Regions from separate parts of the Zea mays genome. Here region 2 is linked to region 1. A link is a contact called in public Hi-C data. All regions are on one chromosome and are shown on one strand. The core of a region is the stretch at or near the end of the contact, and the rest is flanking DNA. Distances in the headings are between cores, read along the strand shown. Region 1 holds the start of LOC100304080 (solute carrier family 2, facilitated glucose transporter member 8). Region 2 overlaps LOC109942018 (a long non-coding RNA gene).

Region 1 (3,427 bases), core at 475-2,974:
CCCGGAACGAAATGCAACCGAGAAAGGCCGGTCCCCTTGCAAAAAAGTGCGACAAAAGCCTCTAAGCGAGTGCCAACACTCCCTTTGAGGCTCGAGGGCTCGTGTCGGGGACCATAATTAGGGGTACCCCCAAGACTCCTAATCTCAGCTGGTAACCCCCATCAGCACAAAGCTGCAAAGGCCTGATGGGCGCGATTAAGGTCAAGGCTCAGTCCACTCAAGGGACACGATCTCGCCTCGCCCGAGCCCAGCCTCGGGCAAAGGCAGCCGACCCCGGAGGATTCACGTCTCGCCCGAGGGCCCCCTCAAGCAACGGACACACCTTCGGCTCGCCCGAGGCCCAGTCTTCGCAGAGAAGCAACCTTGGCCAGATCGCCACGCCAACCGACCGTATTGCAAGAGCATTTAATGCGAGGATCGCCTGACACCTTATCCTGACGCGCGCTCTTCAGTCGACAGAGACGAAGTGACCGCAGTCACTTCGCCGCTCCACTGACCGACCTGACAAGAAAACAGCGCCGCCTGCGTCGCTCCGACTGCTGTGCCACTCGACAGAGTGAGGCTGACAACAGCTAAGTCCAGCCTCGGGCGCCATAGGAAGCTCCGCCTCGCCCGACCCCAGGGCTCAACCTCGACGCTGGACGACGGACTCCGCCTCGCCCGACCCCAGGGCTCGGACACAGCCTCGGCCTCGGAAGATGTACTTCGCCTCGCCCGACCCCAGGGCTCGGACTCAACCACGACTTAGAAGACGGAGAACTCCGCCTCGCCCGACCCCAGGGCTCGGACTCAGCCTCGGCTCCGGAAGACGATGGACTCCGCCTCGCCCGACCCCAGAGCTCGGACTCGACCTCGACCTCGGAGGAGCCTCCGCCTCGCCCGACCTAGGGCTCGGACCGACCACGTCATAGGGGGGCCATCATTACCCTACCCCTAGCTAGCTCAGGCTACGGGGAACAAGACCGGCGTCCCATCTGGCTCGCCCGGGTAAACAAATAATGATGGTGCCCCGCGTGCTCCATGACGACGGCGGCTCTCAGCCCCTTACGAAAGCAAGGAGACGTCAACAAGGATTCGATAGTCCCGACAGCTGTCCTTCCACAGGGCCCAAGCGCTCCTCCGACGGCCACGACATCACATGAACAGGGTGCCAAAACCTCTCCGACTGCCACGACGGCATGTACTTAGGGCTCTAGCTCCTCTCTGCTAGACACGTTAGCACACTGCTACACCCCCATTGTACACCTGGACCCTCTCCTTACGCCTATAAAAGGAAGGTCCAGGGCTCTTGTACGAGAAGGTTGGCCGCGCGGGAGAACGGGCCGACGCATAAGGCTCTCTCTCTCCCACGCGAACGCTTGTAACCCCTACTGCAAGCGCATCCATCCGCCCTGGGCGCAGGACAACACGAAGGCCGCAGGTTTCCCCTTACTATTCTCCCCCTTTGTGTCTCGTCTCGCGCCGACCCATCTGGGCTGAGACACGCAGCGACAATTTACTCGTCGGTCCAGGGACCCCGGGGGTTGAAACGCCGACCGCCAACATGCGGCCCACTCGTCGGAGACTGAATGGATGGGAGAGGCATAACCATGGTGCACGCGGTCTACACTAAAGTCTTATAGAGTAGTAGAGATTATATTATGTTTTAGTTATATTTTATATTTAAAGTACCGTGAGGTGAGGGTTGTACTTAAAAACTAGCCAAGCGGCCAAGCGGCGGTTCTGCGCTCTGACATTCGCCTCGGCCTCTCTCGGCCGGCCTCTTCGTTTCCTCCTCCCAGCCGACCGGCCAGCCAGCCAGACCCACCCACCGCCGATCCCCACGCAAGGGGAACAGGAGAGGAAACAAACCCAGCCTCGTACGCGGAAGGCCTGCCTGGTGATCGACGATCGTCGTGCTCGTGGTGGCGGGTCCGGCGTGCGAGCGAGCGAGCGCGGCGCGCATGGCGAGCGACGGCGACCACGGCGGCGCGCTGCAGAAGCCGCTCTTGCCGAAGGCGCCCAGGAGCGGGGGCTGGTTCCGGAAAGGTACGAGCACGGCGCGCCTCGGCGCCGCCGCTGCCGGCACCTCGTCCAAGGCCGCAGCGCTGCGGCCGCCGCACCACGTGCCCGCGCTACTCTGCACGCTCGTCGTCGCGCTCGGCACCGTCCAGTTCGGCTTCACCAGCGGGTACTCGTCGCCGGCGCAGGACGGCGTCACGCGGGACCTCGACCTCTCCATCTCCGAGGTACCTACCTGTACTGTACCTCCTGGCTGCAGCCTCTGCGCCGTGCCTGGCTTCACGATCGGCCTCAAAACCGAACGAGCAAACAACTGACGGAGCTCCGTCGCCCCCCGCAGTTCTCGGTGTTCGGCTCGCTGTCCAACGTGGGCGCCATGGTCGGGGCGATCGCCAGCGGCCAGATGGCCAAGTACGTTGGCCGCAGAGGGGTGAGAACCGAAACCACAGCTCTGCTTCTTCTTTTTTTTTTTCATTTTCTACGACCTTGTTTCCTCGCCGTGCAGAGAGAGAGAGAGAGAGAGAGAGAGAGAGAGAGAGAGAGAGAGAGAGAGAGAGAGAGAGAGAGTTAACAGTAGATTAGACTAAGACTGAGGTGCTGTTTGGTTGCGTAATGCGCAGGTTAAGCGCATAATCTTACCCCGCTACTCCCTACCCGCACACACTGTTTGTTGTTTGGTGGTCTATGATGCCCGTACCTTTTTTTTTTGGGTGTGTTTCTGATGACTCTGTGCAGAGGATTGACAGCACTGCTGGCCACATACTTAAAATTTAATCAGAGTTTATACCAAAGTCAAAAAAACACTAGAGTAGAGTAAGAACTTTTGGTTGCGTAAAGGAAACGCGCACGTCAAGGGATGGACTACGCGCTTTTTTAGCCAGTCATAATAAAAGAAAACGATTCCAAGGTCTCCCTATCCGCGGTGACAAGAAAACTCAATCAGTTAGACTGAGCTTTTCATCGGACGTCTATCCCACCGTCAGTAACATTTCGCACACGCCTTAACGATAACGACCAGGCAAGACAGAGCTGGTTTCACTGCAGACGCTTCCATCGATGGAAGAAGAGACGTTTCGTGCTGAAGCTTCGGTGCTAGCTCTCTTCTACACTAACTGCTAGCTCTGCTTGGTAACTCTTTCGCAGTCACTGATGATTGCGGCGGTTCCGAACGTCATGGGCTGGCTCGCGATCTCCCTGGCAAGGGTATGTCGCTAGTCGCTACTACGTGTGTCGGTTTATCTCCACTCGTTGTCTTCACAGATGACAGCATCGGCTTTGATGGCCGTCAATGTCTGCTCTGCTCTGCAGGACACTTCGTTTCTGTACGTGGGGAGGTTGCTGGAAGGATTCGGTGTCGGCGTCATCTCCTACGTGGTTAGTACTGTGATAAAACTCCATGCCTTGCCTGGTTATATATTATGCGTGC
Region 2 (3,427 bases), core at 427-2,926, 150 kb after region 1:
CTGAGGCCATTAAGGCAAGGATTGGTGCATGTGGGTCTGATAACTTGGGAGGGCTGTCACAATTATGTTGACTGCACGCATTACCATACTAAAGCCGAAACTCATGTTTCCATTGTCAAAAAAAATATCCAATCCGAATCTATAATTGTTTCGAAGTCTAGGAACTTCCCCCACTGGACCCACACCAGCTCCTGACATTCTCTTGCTGCTGTTGTTGATCTCCACAGGCTTTGTTGGCGCAGGGAGTGCCACCGCCTCGGGCTCGATGGGCCTGGGCTTGCCGAGGGAGGAGTGCTACACCGGATAAGCGCCCAGTTGATGCCCTCGAAGAACGGCTGCTGCCCCTCTTCACGTAATCACGCCCAACAGACCTTTGATCAGATTCCTGCTTGCGTTGCTCGTCCTGGGATAGTCTCCGGGATCTTGAGCTGCTGGCCGACGACGTTAAACACCATGGCACGGTTTGTCTGTCCCTTGAACATTGTCTTGTCGTACATGAGCTTGTTCAGAAGTTGTCGAACAAACACCAGTTCACCGCGCTGTCGTGGCCCTCGCTACTGGCTCCTTCCAGCAGGCCTTCGATCAGGTTTAGGTCCCTGCTCGTGTTGCTCATCCCGGCTCCGGGGCAGTCTGCGAACTTGAGCTGTTGGCCGACGACATTGAACAACAGCATGGCGTTGTTCGTCTCTGCCCCTTGAACGACATCTGCTCTTGCAGGAAGATGTCGAACGTCCACCAGTCCACCGCGCTACCGTGGCCCTCGCCACCGTCCGACCGCACGACACACACTTCTGCGTGGTGCCGCCCCACGCCGCCGACATCCCCTTGTCGTCACCGCCCTCCTACTCTGTCATGCACTCATGCTCGCGATACAGAAGCGAAGGACCGGGGTGGAAGAAGAAGAGAGGGAAAAAGAAAGAGGCGATGGCAATGGATGGGGTGGATCTATGGAGAGGACGAGACAGGAGCAGGGTCATCCGGCGGGACGCGGATCAGGACCACCTCTACGAACTCGGCGAATCCAAGCGGTGATCTGCATCAGAGGTGCAGGTTTTTTTTTGTGTTTATTTTGATGACGTGACGAAGACGACTATTTGTAGCTGGATCGGATCACGACGACTAAGGGGCCGTACGGTTACTACGCAACGGAGCCCCCGGAGCAATTCCTATCCAAATTATTTCTCTAATTTATATAAGTTTTGATTAGCTGGAATAATTTCTGGTGTATTCCTGTGCAAACGAACATGGCCTAAATTCTAGCCCCTTTCTCTACGGCGTGCAGGTTGATTTCTAAAAAAGTGAAATGAAGTTTCTGTAAAAAGGGATGACGCGGGACGAAACTGATGCTTTAATATAGCAGAGATATTGGTTCGGTTTGTGTTATATAATTAAGTTGTTTTAACTTTTATAGATATATAGCTTATGTTATTTATCCAGACATAGTTATAAATATGATAAAAGTCAAACAAAATAATTTATAAGTAATTTGGAACGGTTGAAGGCAGGAGTATTGTCTTTTATGAGCAACGTAACGTACAGTCGTACACACAAACACCTATAGCTCGTTTAGTTGTAGACACTGAAGCCTAGAATTCGGAATTGGAAATGGCTGGCCCAAATTCCAGCGTTTGGGTGTCCCTAGAATTGAAGGTCGAAAATGTAGCCAGTTTCCCAATGGTATTCGGCCCAGCTAAAACACCCAAGTACCAATTCCGAGTTGTCCTGCTGCGTATTGATTGGTATTGTATCTGAGGCCATTTCTCGTGCCGTCAGAACAATGATATTGAATCCGAAGCCATTTCAATTACCACTCAGGCACTCAGTATTGATATTGCTCCCATTTCAATTCCACGGCTCTCAATATCGACATCCAAACAGAGACCTAGTAGATGGCGCCCACTGTCCTTTTCAACTGGTACTAATACTGATTTTACTGCTTCTGACAGAGTCAGCTAATTACTCACCCTTCCAAAAAAAAAAATGCAGCCACTAACCAAACGGATGTCGCTTCGCTTGGCAGCATTAGCAATTGTCCTGCACCCATTGTTTGCTTTGGCACGGTGCTCGCTTCTCTTACCACTGGCTGGTTATTATATGAGTATTACTTCGATCAATAACAACCGCACAAGAAGAGGAGGAACGGACAGGAACGACCGAGCGGGCCTTGAGGAAGATGACGCCGGTGGGTGCTCGGAGGGAGGCCGCCTCGCGGAGGATGGGGCATGCGTACCGCGGCCTCCTTCGCCTCGATGCTCAGATCCTCCATGGCAGTCAGCCTCCATTGATGCCGCAGTAGCAACCTGCGCACCACTCCCATGAATCGCCTCTGAATCCGGTGGGAGGAGGGTGCGGTGGCGACTGACGATGGGAGACGGAGAAATCGCGAGGATGGCTGGTGCGGGTATGGTGTGGGTGTGTGGCTTCGGGGGAGACCTAGTAGAGGTGGATGTGGCGGCGCGGTTCGGAGTCAGAAGGCAATCTTGTGTGCGGTGCGGCGTGGAGGCAAAGACAGGAGGTGAGAGAAAGAGGTAGGAGGAGGCGAGGAAAATTGATCCATCCTTGCGGAGGTGTCGTTTGGAACGTCGAGCGGACGTGCGCCGGAGTGCGGATTAATTTGAAATATGACGTAGCAGGAGGATCGTCGAAATTGGTATTTAATATAGTAGAGATATAGACTACTGGTACTTATTTTACTGTTTATGACAGAGTCAGCAAATTACTCACCCTTAAAAAAAATCCCACCACTAACCAGCATTAACAATTAAATACCCTTAACCAGCATTATCCATCATCCGAATTTGCATCCGACGGTCGTGGATTCTAGTTGTCTGAATGTCCTAGTGGGTTCACGTACCCTTCCACACCTCGCCGCATTCGTCTCTCGGATGTGGCTCCTTCCCACTAATTACATTTCTATTTTCGGAGGCGGCTGGCATCGTTTACCATTCAGACCCCCATCCGAGTTGGAAGAGTGGCCGAGGTTGGGAGCTAAGGGTCTCCGGATGATGGATCCGAAGCAGCGGAGTCAAGGATGGGACAGGAGAGGACCCCGTGATCAGCAGGTGACTCCCCTATGGGGAAGAAATCGGAATCTGAGCTGGCGGCTCAGATAACCTCTGGGTAGGGGAGGCCCCAAGGTTATTCTCCCGAGGTCGTCGACATCAGGGGAAATCGAGAGCGCATGTACTCCTAATCCCATTGCCCCATCATCGCTTACTGAGATTGATTCGGGAAGGAAATTGTTCTGTCAGAAATGTGGGGATGAAGGTCATCATGCTAGAGACTGTAGCAAAAATTTATGGTGTGAGATTTGTAGGAAAGACACCCATGTTACGGCGAAGTGTGTTTGGCCTAAACAGACCAAACCGACCATGCCTATAGTCGGGATGGCAGCTGATGGATTAGGCTTCTACATGATGCAATTTGC

What was found. A called contact is a pair of places that touch in the nucleus more often than the background predicts.
Region 2: a Hi-C map of leaf shows a contact between it and region 1, with 5 times the contacts expected there. The contact joins the enhancer-like site here to the promoter of LOC100304080 in region 1. A contact is called at or near these places in 6 of 25 Hi-C or Micro-C datasets (bundle sheath, ear, leaf and 1 more).

Annotation. Positions count from the first base shown.
Region 1 is chr8:72,941,826-72,945,252 of Zm-B73-REFERENCE-NAM-5.0, forward strand. LOC100304080 (solute carrier family 2, facilitated glucose transporter member 8) reads left to right here and starts at 1,725. Exons shown (of 17, transcript NM_001165581.3): 1 at 1,725-2,228; 2 at 2,342-2,431; 3 at 3,145-3,204; 4 at 3,310-3,375. The coding sequence starts at 1,944.
Region 2 is chr8:73,093,490-73,096,916 of Zm-B73-REFERENCE-NAM-5.0, forward strand. It overlaps LOC109942018 (a long non-coding RNA gene), which reads left to right. Exons shown (of 2, transcript XR_002264646.2): 2 at 1-479. Among protein-coding and RNA genes, the nearest start is that of LOC109942018, 4.1 kb to the left of the region's middle. Within about 2 kb of position 1,677, at least 16 of the 20 cell types and tissues checked have an H3K27ac peak or open chromatin away from gene starts, as enhancers often do. A contact at or near this core is called in bundle sheath, ear, leaf and 1 more, where this site is marked.